Regions from separate parts of the Mus musculus genome. Here all the other regions are linked to region 1. Evidence: chromatin contacts called from public Hi-C data. All regions are on one chromosome and are shown on one strand. The core of a region is the stretch at or near the end of the contact, and the rest is flanking DNA. Distances in the headings are between cores, read along the strand shown. Region 1 has its middle 18 kb from the start of Gm52536. Region 2 overlaps Tshz2 (teashirt zinc finger family member 2). Region 3 has its middle 34 kb from the start of AY702102.

Region 1 (4,143 bases), core at 603-3,102:
GCCCCAGAGACAACTCTCCACAAGGGAGCATCTCTGTTTCTATGCTCAGCCTGTGGCCTGGATCCTCTTGTCTCTGCCTTCCAAGCGCTGGGATGTCAAGAGCGTCTGACTTGTTACAGTGTGGGTTCTGAGGATTGAACTCGGGGTCCTGTGCTTCTACAGCACACTCTCCACCAGCTGAGCCATCTGCCTACTGCCTGGAAGCTGTGTGAGCATAGGAGGAAGGGAAGGAGGGAGGGACGGAGGGAGGGAGGGAGGAAGGTACCCACATGGGGCCAGCAAGGCCCAATCTCAAACTCCTGGCAGGTCTGCTGGAACCACGAAGAGTTCACTCTGCCACCTCATCTAGACCTCCTCTCTTGTCACACACTCAGTGGGTCCCCAGAACTTAGTGCATAGCTCCCTAAGTTCCCCCTTCCCCTTCTCTTTCTCCCTCCTGAGCAAGTCTCTCTGGGCTTCTCACCCTGTCTTGCTGGCGTGTGGTAACAGAGTTCTTCTCCATCAAGCCAGGGATTCTTCTCGTCCCTAGGTGCCACAAGCCCTTCTCTCCTGAATAAAAATAACGTCTCCTAGGAGCATGACTGTCCCCGACTGAGTGCCAAGGGTCACAAATCTCACCTTCCCGGCTTCCCTGCTGGGGTGTGACATCATGGGTTTTCTGCAGCCTGTGAGGTACCAGCCCAGGAGGCATGTAGTGCTTGAATCCCTGGCCATCAGTGCATGGATGTATTTGTAACCTCATTTGCTCTGTTTCTGTTGGGGAAAATCTTTCTGTCTGTCATTGCCAGACACCAGCGATCAAGACCTAACGGACCCAGCACCATCTTTCTGGAACGTTCTACCTCTCTCCCCAGTGGCAGCATCGGCTGCTCTCCCTGACCTTCGCGGCTACCCAGTGATGATCCCTCATCTTAGAACATCCACATTGGCCCACCAATCCTCACTGCCCTCCAGAGAGCCTCTGGCCTCACCTTCAGCAGAAAGTCACACAGCAGCCTACACGGAGACTCTGCCCTGCAGGTCTAAAGCCAACAATTGATTTGCTGAATTTTTGTATAAAAAGAGAAAGCAAAGAGGGTCTTTGCCCCAGACCCTCACTTCACTGCCTCACACCCAGTCAAACGCAAGCTGAAACACTGACATGATGGTGATTTTGCCAGTCCCAGGTCCATCTGGCAAAGAGATCTATTGATGAGATTCTACGGAGTCACAGTAGGCCATATTTCAACTGTACAAATGTCACCTCTGGGCTTTGCTTATGAAATCAAAAAAAAAAATCTTACTTTTTTGGCATGTCGGTTAAAGAAAAAAAAAGGACTGAAAACGTAATTCACTGATTCTTCATGTATGCTTGCCTTAGGTTATTATCATCGAGAACTTTCCAGAACATTTTGCACTAATAATGACATCCCCCACCAGCAGCCCCTGCAAGAGACGAATGAAGGCTCTTTTAAAAACTTTAGCTATTGCTGTCTTGTTAAACACATTCCTGGTACCTCGGGACCAGCCCCCCACGCAGATGAGAACCTCCACAGAGATAAGACAGGCTCTCCCAACAGCAGCAGGGAAAGTGCCCCTAGGTCCCCCGTTCCGTGGGTAGCACAGGTGAAAATCAAAAGCAGTACGTTGGAAAGCAAGCGCTTAGAGACGTGCGCTGTCTAGGAGATCGTGCGGGTAATCAGGACTTTCCAATCATTGCTTCCATGATGACAAGCAACAGCAAGAAAATGCAGGATGTTGATGCCTAATGGGTTTGCCCTTTGCCAGACAAATCCTTTTACCCACCGCGGGAAAGGCAGGATTTGTACGGGCTCCTGGAGAGAGCGCACACTGCCCTCTTGTGGTGACATGTGCTCATGATTTTATAGACTCCGGGAAACGGTAGAACATTACCACCAAAAGTAGATCAACCCCTGAGACAGATGGGAGTTGACAGCTTCCCGCCCTCTTGACCAGGAAACAAGCTGTTTGTTCCTTTGCTCAATAGCTGGGAGAACTCTGCCAAGACGGAAAAAGTCAGTGTAATTCTTCAAATGTTTGAACTCCATCAAACGGACTAAGAAGTGCACAGGAACTGCAGGCAGAACGGGTGAGTTGCAGTCTAACAGGAACTTCCCTCAGATCTTGAGCTGCCAATAAGGTATAAGAAATGGTCAGGTTTGGGACCAGCGAGATGGCTCAGAGGGCAAAGGGTGCTTGCCACCAAGCCTGATGGCCTAGGTTCTACCCCTGGAGCCCAGATGAAGAAAAGAACCCATGCCTGCAATTTGTCCTCTGACCTCCATAGCACCCTGTGGCCTGTGTGTTTGTGCATATTTGCGCATCACACACACACACACATACACATGTGCACACACACACATACACACAGGCACAGGCACACACACAGGTACATGCACACACATGCACACACACATACATACACAGGCACATGCACACACACATATACACTCACATGTGCATACACATACACACGCACACACAAGCATGCACACAATAAATAAATAAAATTTTTAAAAAACTTTGATATTCAAAATTAACAAGCCCCCCCACACACACACACACACACAAAAGAAGATGGACACTGAGGAGGGAAGAGGGAGGGGCAGAGTTAGGGATCGAGGGAAGAAATTTGGCTGGAACCCCTGCATTTAACTGGAGGTACAACTGATTTTTACCTCCTAAAAAGGATGCATTTACTATTTTCAACTGTCTTCATCTACCCTGTTACAGGCACATCCTAATTTTTGCTAATTCCCCACAGCCAAGAAAGGGAAACTATTCACTTGGCCCCGGCTCTGGGAACTGTTTCTAAGCCGGTGCTGTGGATCTGCGGAAATGCAAATGTCATTTCTAAATTTAGCGTGAGAAAGCCAGAGAATCAGCATTTCTGTTGATGGAACACCTTCTCGGGAAGTAGCACGTGCGGAAGCAAGCAGGCAACGCTTTTCTCTGACACTTGGAACAGTCCAGCGTCTCCCTGGCCAGCCCTGCCTCCGGGAGGGGCTCCCAGAGGATGCGTACCTGCGCAGACCTGAGGCAAGTCTCCTCTCCTTCCTTCCTCGAACAGCACCAGATTGTGACCCTAAGCAAGGCACTTCCTGGGCCTCACCCTCCTCTCCTCCAAAAGAAACAGAAAAACTTCACATCCTAGAGACACCTACATCCTCCGAATGAATCCAGAGGATGGAGACCATTATTTTCTTCATTGGTACAGCCTCTGCTAAGTTGCTGTGTGTCTGTCAGCAACCCCTCTCCCAGCCTGCAAGTTAGCAAGCCAAATCAAGTCATTAGGAGACACACATACACACACACATAGAAACACACATACAGACACATGTAGAAGCACACATAAACATGTACACACACATACATGCACCCACATACACATGTGCATACACATACACACACATAGAAACACACATACATGCACCCACATAAACATATGCACACACATACACATATAAACACACATGCATACACACACACACACACACACACACACACAAGTAGAAGGGATTGTGTTAGAAGAGATCAGCAAGAATGGGAGGAGCCATGACAGGGTAATGGGTAAACATGATGAAAAAACACTATGCACATGTATGAAAATATTATGAGACCAACTATTATATATAATTAATATATGCTAATTAACTATTTGTATAATTCATATATGCTCATTCTAATGTTTGGAGGTTTTTTCCCCCCATAGGGAAGATTCCTATGCTGGACCAAGCAAGAACATTTGTGATATAGAAAGTATAGTGTAGGATTTAAAGCTAGTCTTGGGGCTGGAGGATGGCATAGCAGTTAAGAGCACTGACTGCTCTTGCTGAGGACCAGGGCTCGGGTCCCAACATACACAGCACAATCTCCTGCTATCCCACCTCCAAGAAACCTAACGCCCTCATTTGCTCTCAGATGCACACACACACATGCGTGCACACGCACACACACCAAATAAATAGTGAAGTACATCTGAACAATTAAAAACTTAAAATCTTGATGACTGTAAATATAAGGACACAGTGGCCTCAGGCCACTCCTTAGCCCACTGCCTGCCCTCTCTGGTCAGCTCCTTAGCCCACTGCCTGCCCTCAGACCTCCCTCCAGCCTTCTGGAATGCTCCATATTACTGCTCCA
Region 2 (4,323 bases), core at 1,526-4,025, 690 kb before region 1:
AGCAGGTGTGAGTCATGACCTCTCTTGTAGTCAGCTCTCTAAATTCAAGAATTACATATTTCAACAGACTTGAGAGGTAGCGTTCCTGAAAAGGACTTGTGGCTATCTGTCTTTCTACATGGAGGTAATAGGACCTTCTGAAACTTGGGGGCTTTTGGATAACTTTTGTATTGTCATCCAAAGCACTGGTGTTTATGTGTGTAAAGAGCGAACAACGAAGTGCACGCTCCGTCCTTTACTACAGGCAAGGCACTCAGATATATTCTAAACCCACTTCCCCCATTGATATAACCCACTGCCCTAGTTAGTTATAACTGTCAGCTTAAACCTGAAGTCATCTGAAAAGGGAACCGCAATTGAGGGATTGCTCAGACCTGATTGGCTCATGGGCATGTCCGGGGATTGTCTTGATTGGTCATTGATGCAAGAGGGCCCACCCACACTAATTGATGCAGGAAGGCCCCGCCTATTGTGGGCGGCACTATCTCTCGTCAGGAGGACCTGGCTGAGCATGGGCCTCTGAAGTAAGCCTATGAGCTTCCTCCCTGGCTCCTGCCGCCCTTCTTTGGATGTGAAATGCGTTCCTTGGTCGGAGGTGACACTGTGTGGAATTGCAAGCTTGCCTTGGTTTCCCAAAGACCGATTGTCACCTATACGATGAAATGAACCATTTCCTTCCTTAAGTTTCTCTTTTGGCTAGAGTGTTTGACAGCAGCAGAAATCAAGGTGAGACACACACCAAATGGGCTACACCGATGGAAGATCAATGCTCTGGTCTAAATTTGCTGAGCCGAGCTATGGAACCCCAGGACACCGTTTTTATTCGACAATAATGGCTCATTTTCATGCTGGCCAACGAAGGGGATCTATAGGCCGCAGCAAGGATCCAGTGTGTATATATCTGGGAAGCTGTGAGCACTATGTCTTACCTAGGTTGTCTGCAGGCTCGGTTAAGTCAGAGACAGGTTCCCATCCATGTGTTTATGAAGGAATTCCTTCTCTTGTCCTTGACATTGAGTAGACAAAAGGATCCACTCATGGCAAGGCACATTCCCAGCATGCTTGGAACACAAAGAACCCTGGGTAGGGGAATTCTAAGGATCTCCTAAACCCAGGCTGTATCATATCATCCTTTATCTCCAATGCAGGAAGTCAGTTTCTATTGAGACACAGTGCTACGAGGAAGTTTCTCACTGCCTGACAGGTTAAGTTTTGGACATGTGCCATAACACCATTAGGCCTTGAATAAAATTGGGGATAAAGAGGGTTCCACTTGGAACATTGCCTGAAGATGTAGTTGTTAGTGCAGAAAGAGGCCCGGATAAGGATATTCTAACAACAATAAGGGCAACTTGCAAATGAAGTTCTTAAAGACATCATTTTAATTAATTTATCTGGAGACCGGGTCTCACAACGAAGTCCTGGTTAGGAGTCTGGGACTCATGATGTAAACCAGGCTGATCTCAAACTCACAGAGATCCCCCTGCCTCTGCATTAGGAATGTTGAACTGAAATGTGTGCAGCATCAAGGTTAGTCTTTAAATGGGTTATTTTAAAGTCCATACATTTGGTTTTTACTTATTTTTCAAGTGAGAGGAAACACTGATCTCCGCCTGGCCCAGTCACAGCTCTGACTTCTGAAGGAGGTCCTAGGAGGAAGAGGTCCGAAACTCCGCATTGCCAAAACAAGTTGGTGATGAATTTTCCAGCTCCATTCTAATTTCAGATTGTAAAGTGTGTTCCCAGAAGGGAAACCGCGGAAGTAATCACAATACGATTCAATTAAAGATGATTTTAAAAGGAGAAGAGGGGAGTCCGCTGGAATCTGCCGGAGAAACCGCAGGGACTTGGGGCTGAGCTTGCATGGTGTCTCCAAAACTCTTGGGGAGTGTTTCAGTCATTACTCATTAGGTTGATTGGATGTCTTCATTGTAACCTTTGAAGCTCAAGAATGAAGAGAGCAGGCAGTTGTGCTACGTAGGCCTATCACCCAGCGAGCTGGTGTGAGGAGGACGCAGGAGGGTTTTAAGGTCAGGGTCAGTTGGGCTGCATAACGAGACCGTAGCTCAAAACATCAGGAAAACCCCCTGCCTCCAAAATATGGAAATAAAAGTGAAGGCAAATCCTATTTAAAAACTCAGAACTATTTCCCAGCTTTTACCAAGAAAAATGACAAGATATTAAAGGTCTCTATGATTATCGGCTCTCCTCAAGAATTGCAAGGTAATAAGACAGAACTTGATGTAGTGATAAGAAACCCCTCCTCATCTTCCACTCTTAATAACCAAATATTATTAAATCAATAATTTTGGCAATGATCTGAACAGGTTATTAAACATCATGAATTATTAAGCTGAAGGTTGATCAGAGCCACGAAAATAATTCGAGTTAACGGGAATCTCTGGATTTCTAATAAAATATCCAGTCATTGACGAAAACATCTCTGTTAGGATTCGTCTGGAACAAGAAAGGCAGATCCCACAGATGTCGTTAAGGAAGAGAACACATTCCTTTCTGGATTACAGGAAATTAAAAACCCAGATCACTAGGATCAAAATAGCAGGAGATTAAACAGCCCAAGTGGAAAGGTGCCGACGCCTATGGAGAGGTAGCTCCCCCCGCCCGCCCAATCCAGGTGGTTCCCCCACCCCAGTGAATGTTCCACTGATTGTCAGAGACCTGAAAAAGACTTGGGAAATGGCCATGGATTCCTCAATGCTGGGTGTGCCTCTGGCGAGGGGAAATGGGCATAAAGCAATTAGTCCATGGCCCATAGCCAGCTGCACTCTGTTCCAGTCGCTTTGCCTTAAGCAAGGAGTGTGTGCAAAAGTATTTTGTCCAGACATTATCCAACAACAGGCAGTGGAATGTGATTTAATTTAGAAGGGACCAGGGGGCAGGAGAGAAGAGGCCTGGGGTGGGCCCCCGAGCAGGCAGAAAGGTCTGGTGGACTTTGACCTTTCTGTGAGATCACATTTACCATCCCAGAGAATACTGACACAAACAAGCCATCCTGGCTGTCAGAGGAACTGAAGACAAACAGATGCCCCTCACTCTCTGGTTGCATACCTTCTCCAGTTCAGGCTTCCTGCTCAGATGAGATCTTGCCAAAAAGCATTATCCCGTGCTAGAATTTCCTAATTCTAACTCGACTCTGTCATTGACGAGTTTAGTGACATGCATTTCGCCCCCCCTTTAACCATTTAATGCAACATGAGCTCTGAATGTTACCAGGGAGAGAAAACTGAGACCGGCAGGGGATTTAGACTTTGGCAAAATGACAGGTGGCTTGGGACCGTCTGGCAATGCATCAGCAAATGGGAAGGCCAAGGCCTTTAGGTCTTTCGACACGAAAGCCAAGAGATTGCAAATAGGTTAGCAGGGCAGGGACAGGGGTCAGATCTCCATGCCTGCATGCCAGGTTGAATCATCTACTTTCTGTGGGGTCTCAGCAAGGACACACATCTCCATAAGTCTCAAAGTTAGCCATCTTGTGGACTTAACAGCTTTCCCCAAAGCCAGCCACACAGTGGTCTAAGGCCAGCACCAGGCACTGAGTGCACACTTAGCCACTAGGCAATCGGTGGAGTCTTGGAGGCAGATTCCTTCCATTATTATACTCATCTATAGACAAGTAGGGACAGGAATAGAAAACAAAACAAGACAAAAAACCTGCAATAAGTGAAGAATATCAGGAAGAAATTCAACCATCAAATTCTGATGATTATGTTTTCGATGTGAGAGACTGTGGGATGTTTCTTGAAGGAGGTGATCAAGCCTAACTTGGAACCTGGGAGTGTATCTAATACAAGAGAGCTGCAGAGGACTCCCACAGCCATGGGGGGGGGGAGAAACAGCTGGGTTTAGTGATTTCGGGGCTCAAGTGGGAGTTGAGATCTTCACAGAAACCCCATGAGAAAATCTCACTTTAGTGGGAGGCAACTCCCTAGCCCCTACCTTGCCCCACCTCACAGGACCTGACTGCATCTTCAGGTGCTCCTGTGTCCCTGTTGATATTTTGTCAACAGAGAAGGTGAGCCCCCTTCCATTTTTCTTTCACTGAAACTAGATTTATTTGTAAGATCACAAGGTGGCATTTGGAAGTGGTCCCAACACACAGGCAAAGCCTTCCTGGCAATCAGATCGTGCTGAAACCGAAAGGTAAGAAAATATATTAAGAGAGAGAACTGTAACCATTCAAGGACACAGCAAACCACAACCTTGGCCCCAGAACTGCATTCTTCCGCCCACTAACAACCCCTGTTCTTGAGCTATAGGATAAACCCCATAAATCAAGGGGCGCTTGGGATAGATAAGGGAGAA
Region 3 (3,904 bases), core at 941-3,440, 930 kb before region 1:
CACTGAGTGGAAGCAAAAAGAACACACAGGAAAATTCCCCCAGGAAGCTGGTGCAAGAGCCAGGAATTTTTCCCCCCATTGATTTCCATATTTATTCTCCCGCTTGCCCTCTCTCTGTGTGTTTCTAAACAGGACCTCTAAAATACAGCAGCGGAGCTTGTTACATAAATACAGTCTTGTCATGGTGGCAGAAATGGTCAGGCCACATTAAGATGCTTGCAGTGGGCTCCCTTTACATAGGGGACTGGGGTCCGGACCTTAGTGTGGGAGGCAGGCTCACTGTGAGGCCACTTAACCCTGTGGGTCAAAACGCCCCCTGGAAGATGGAGCTGGGTCCTTGCCTGGGGAGGAGGTGCAGTGTCCTCTCTGTTTTCTGGCCCCTGCTTTCCTTTCCTCCTTGGCCCAGAGTCCTGCTTGCTACTCAGTTCTAGGCTTCCCCAGGGGTTTGCTTTGTGATTCCAAGGCTCTCCAAGCCGTTGTCCAGGGAGGGCCTTGTTTTTTCTGTTTCTCTCTACCAAGTTCAGTACCTGCAGAGTGACATAGCACCAAGGAATGGACTGGCGGTACCTAACGAGGTAGAACAGTGTTCCGGAACCTCGGATTTAAACTTGCGGTCTCACGGGGGACTGAAAAATGTCTCTGTCAGAAATGCTAATTACACCTTGGTTTGATCATTACATGTTGTATACATACCTCATAATGTCACCCTGTGCCCACAAATATACACAAGATTTATGTATCAGGTAAGATGTAAACAAAGGAATTGTCAAGGTGGCTCCGCCGCCTCCGCCGCCGGTGAAGGCACCGGCTCACAAGAGCCTGGAGACCCAAGTTCAGTGATTCCACAGAAAGTTGCAAAGAGAGAACCGGGTCCACAAAGTTGCCCTTTGACCTCCATACTCACAAATATTAATAGATAAAAAACATAAACATGTTAAAACTGGCATCTGTGTGCTCTCTAGCAGCAGGGAGGAGGTCCAACACCCCAAAGATAGAGAGTGGGTCTGATCTCCCTAACGGCCCAGGCCCGGTGTGGGTCACCCTTCTCCACCCCCCCCCCCCGCCCCCGCCCCCGCTGTACCCAGGGGCCTGAGGGACACACACCACCACTGTAATCAGCCCCTTTCCCCTCCACTTAGTCAGTGAGATGCTGACTCCCGAGTTCTCCTTTATTTTCCATTTCTGAGAAGCCATGAAATATCAAACGCTAATGATGTGACATTCCAAAGCGATAAAAATCCCTTTCAAGAAAGGCTTATCTGCTCTCTGTTTCCGGTCTCCATTTTCTTCTTACTCAGGGAATATGTTCCTTGTGTGTCTAGATCTGGCTGAGTCTTTTATTTTCACAAACGAGAAAATGGCCCATCATTTAATTGCAGGTTTGGCTGTATTCTCAGCTTATGTCTAAAAAGATTAGATGAAGGGAAGACGCTAATTAATGCGGGTACCACAGGGCTCACACGAGGTACTGCATCTTGAGTCTGCTCCAGGAGCATTTTTACTTAAAACTGACGGAAGCAGGCATTGTGGTGCTTTTAAACAATTGAGTGAGGATCCAGAGAAGTCAAGGCTCCTCGCTGAAGTCACACAGCTGGCAATTAGTGAAAACCAGATCTAGTTTGTCCGAGAGGCAACTGACATGTCTTCAAGAGCTCAACCCAGAAACACTGCTCGCAAAAGAGATGCCAGAGTGAAAGAAAATGCGTGCCTCGCCACGTCTCTCCCTTCGACAAAATTATTGAAGGTGTTGTATTAAAATCCCAGTCTAATTTAAATAGATGTGTCAGCAAGTCAGGATTCCCGGAGCAACTCTGAAACTTCACATTTGAGCTCCTCTCTCTTCCCAGAGCCACCCCTACCCCGCCACCCGCCCAGGTCCCTCGCCTCCAGTAATGAATGTCTTCCTTTCTCTCCCTGTTGTCCCTTCCTGCTATTTGTCTGTAAGCAGGAGTCAGACCCTGGCTCTTCCAACTGTGTATTCCTCACATAAATTTTCCTGTGTTTCTGGAGGAAACCCTCGCCTCTCACAGCCCCTAGGGGGGATTTGGTTAGCTCTTACACCTCCTCCTGGCTAAGGTCATCTTTTTTCCCCCTCTGGAGGTCTGCTGGGGCCACAGTTCTGATGTTACCAAGCTTTCAAGACAGCGAAAGCCGGACAAGGCAGAGCCCAGGGTGGAGGTCACATGTCACCCAGAGGAGTGTTCTGGGAAAGCTTCAAATGGCAGATATCAGATTTGGTGATGTCCTGAACTTGTATTAAGCTCCCTGCTTATCATGGCACCGTTCCAGAATCTAAGAGATCAGGAAGGCTAAATAAACGGGAGACCGAGGAACAGTCGGGCACTGAGCTCTGGGCTTTTTTTTTTTTTTTTTTCTTTTTTTTTTCCTTTTTAAAGCAGTAATCAAACCATCATAAAAACAAAAGGCACAGATTGAATTATTCCCACAGAACTTCTGCAGTGTGTTTCAGGGTTGAGGCTGTGTTTATCCTGACTACTTGCTGCTAATCAAAAACGATGCCTGATACCTCATTGTGCTTCTCACAGAGTATGAGGAAGGGACCTGCAGCCCGCTCTGCGGAGGGAGACAGCGAGGCAGAGAGAGAAGCCGGGACTCACCTGAGCTCACAGTCCTGCCTCACACAGAAGCCAGGTGCCCGCGCTCTCCCTCACGACTTCTCTCTGAGTCTGGAGTCGCAGAGAGAGACTACTAATCTCTGCGACTCTATGGCTTGTGTCCCTGAGGAATTGATGGAAGGAATCCAGGCAGGAAATTGATACCCAAGGGAGCCAGGGGATGCCTGCAGGGCCCCAAGAGGAGCGGTTTGCTTCCACTCTGCTGAGCCTTCTCATTTCTGTCTAGCCAGACCTTCCTTCCCACTGCTCTGCAGGCTCTCGGTGGCTCTGATCCGTGTGCTGGGGTGACACCTTGACAGGCGCACTGCTTGTCCTTCGCGGCCCCTCCCCTGGTTATCTGTCCGCTTTAACTGTTCTGTGTCTGGATGGAAAGTAATGAGGGAGGCTTTGGAAAGCCAAAGGCCACAAATCGGGGACACACAGTGTTATCTGAGCCAATCTCTATCCTTGCTCAAAGTCCGGGCGCCGGCCTGAGGTGGTTAAAGCATCTGATTTGGTGAGGAAGAAGTGACTCAGGAGAAGGAGAGTGTGGGCTGTTGGGGCGAGAGTGTGGGCTGCTGGGGTGGGCCAGGAGAACGGACTCCGATTCAGCTCGCAGCCCAGCCGTGGTGCGTTAGGGTTAGGTAGGGGACAGGGGTTTTCTCGAAGCAACTGCAGACTCAAGGGAGATGGACAGCCTGTGGCTGCAGAAAGCCCCTTGGTCCTCTGTCTTGTCCTGATCCACACAGCTCTAGAATGGCTTCTGGAAGAAGCAACAGTTTCCCCAGTTTCCAGGGAGAGGACGGAATTCACTGGAGAAGAGAAGAGAGCCCGTAGGAGATCAGGAGAGGCTTGGTGGCAACTATGGATTGGGAATGGTGATGACCCAGCCGATGTCAGGGCAGGAAGAAAAGACCAGGCGATAGGACAGCTGTGAGCTTGCGGGGACACCACAGCTCCAGGTAGGAAATGGCGGGAGGTCCCTTGAGAGTGGAGAGCAACGAAGATCACCTTTCAGTGTACCACAACTCTACAGACTAAGGTGTTTTCTTCTAGACTTAATGCAGTTCCAGGAAAGGAATGATCACAGGCCGAAAGATGAAGGCAGCTATGTATACACAGGCCAGAGTTTGTATTCTGGAAAAGCCGTTCCTGGTTCGGGCATACAATTTACTCATTTTTCCTACCATGGAGCCTTTTGCCCAGTAGTTTAATAGTCAAGATAATGTCTAAAAATTGTCATTGTAATCATTAAAAATTAATTTTTGGTCAGGGTTCTATGTAGCCTC

Evidence for each region. Hi-C and Micro-C count contacts between places; a contact is called where the count stands out from the background.
Region 2: a contact with region 1 is called in a Hi-C map of the N1E-115 cell line, with 7 times the contacts expected there. The contact joins two enhancer-like sites. A contact is called at or near these places in 2 of 39 promoter capture datasets (cranial neural crest and pre-B cells), 1 of 15 datasets of contacts at CTCF or cohesin (large pre-B cells), 9 of 484 Hi-C or Micro-C datasets (the N1E-115 cell line, embryonic stem cells, liver and 2 more), 3 of 115 datasets of contacts at active chromatin or transcription factors (cardiomyocytes, embryonic basal ganglia and embryonic stem cells) and 1 of 9 other capture datasets (embryonic stem cells).
Region 3: a contact with region 1 is called in a Hi-C map of the N1E-115 cell line, with 7 times the contacts expected there. The contact joins two enhancer-like sites. A contact is called at or near these places in 8 of 39 promoter capture datasets (the HPC-7 cell line, cranial neural crest, embryonic stem cells and 5 more), 1 of 15 datasets of contacts at CTCF or cohesin (the NIH/3T3 cell line), 3 of 484 Hi-C or Micro-C datasets (the N1E-115 cell line, cerebellar granule neurons and embryonic stem cells) and 2 of 115 datasets of contacts at active chromatin or transcription factors (astrocytes and embryonic basal ganglia).

The regions. Positions count from the first base shown.
Region 1 is chr2:169,059,435-169,063,577 of GRCm38.p6, reverse strand. No RefSeq gene overlaps it. Among named protein-coding and RNA genes, the nearest start is that of Gm52536, 18 kb to the left of the region's middle. Within about 2 kb of position 1,852, at least 14 of the 459 cell types and tissues checked have an H3K27ac peak or open chromatin away from gene starts, as enhancers often do. A contact at or near this core is called in the N1E-115 cell line, where this site is marked.
Region 2 is chr2:169,749,738-169,754,060 of GRCm38.p6, reverse strand. All of the region lies in intron 1 of Tshz2 (teashirt zinc finger family member 2), which reads right to left. Among named protein-coding and RNA genes, the nearest start is that of Gm34344, 85 kb to the right of the region's middle. Within about 2 kb of position 2,775, at least 44 of the 459 cell types and tissues checked have an H3K27ac peak or open chromatin away from gene starts, as enhancers often do. A contact at or near this core is called in the N1E-115 cell line, where this site is marked.
Region 3 is chr2:169,994,982-169,998,885 of GRCm38.p6, reverse strand. It overlaps a transcript of Tshz2 not described here. Among named protein-coding and RNA genes, the nearest start is that of AY702102, 34 kb to the right of the region's middle. Within about 2 kb of position 2,190, at least 28 of the 459 cell types and tissues checked have an H3K27ac peak or open chromatin away from gene starts, as enhancers often do. A contact at or near this core is called in the N1E-115 cell line, where this site is marked.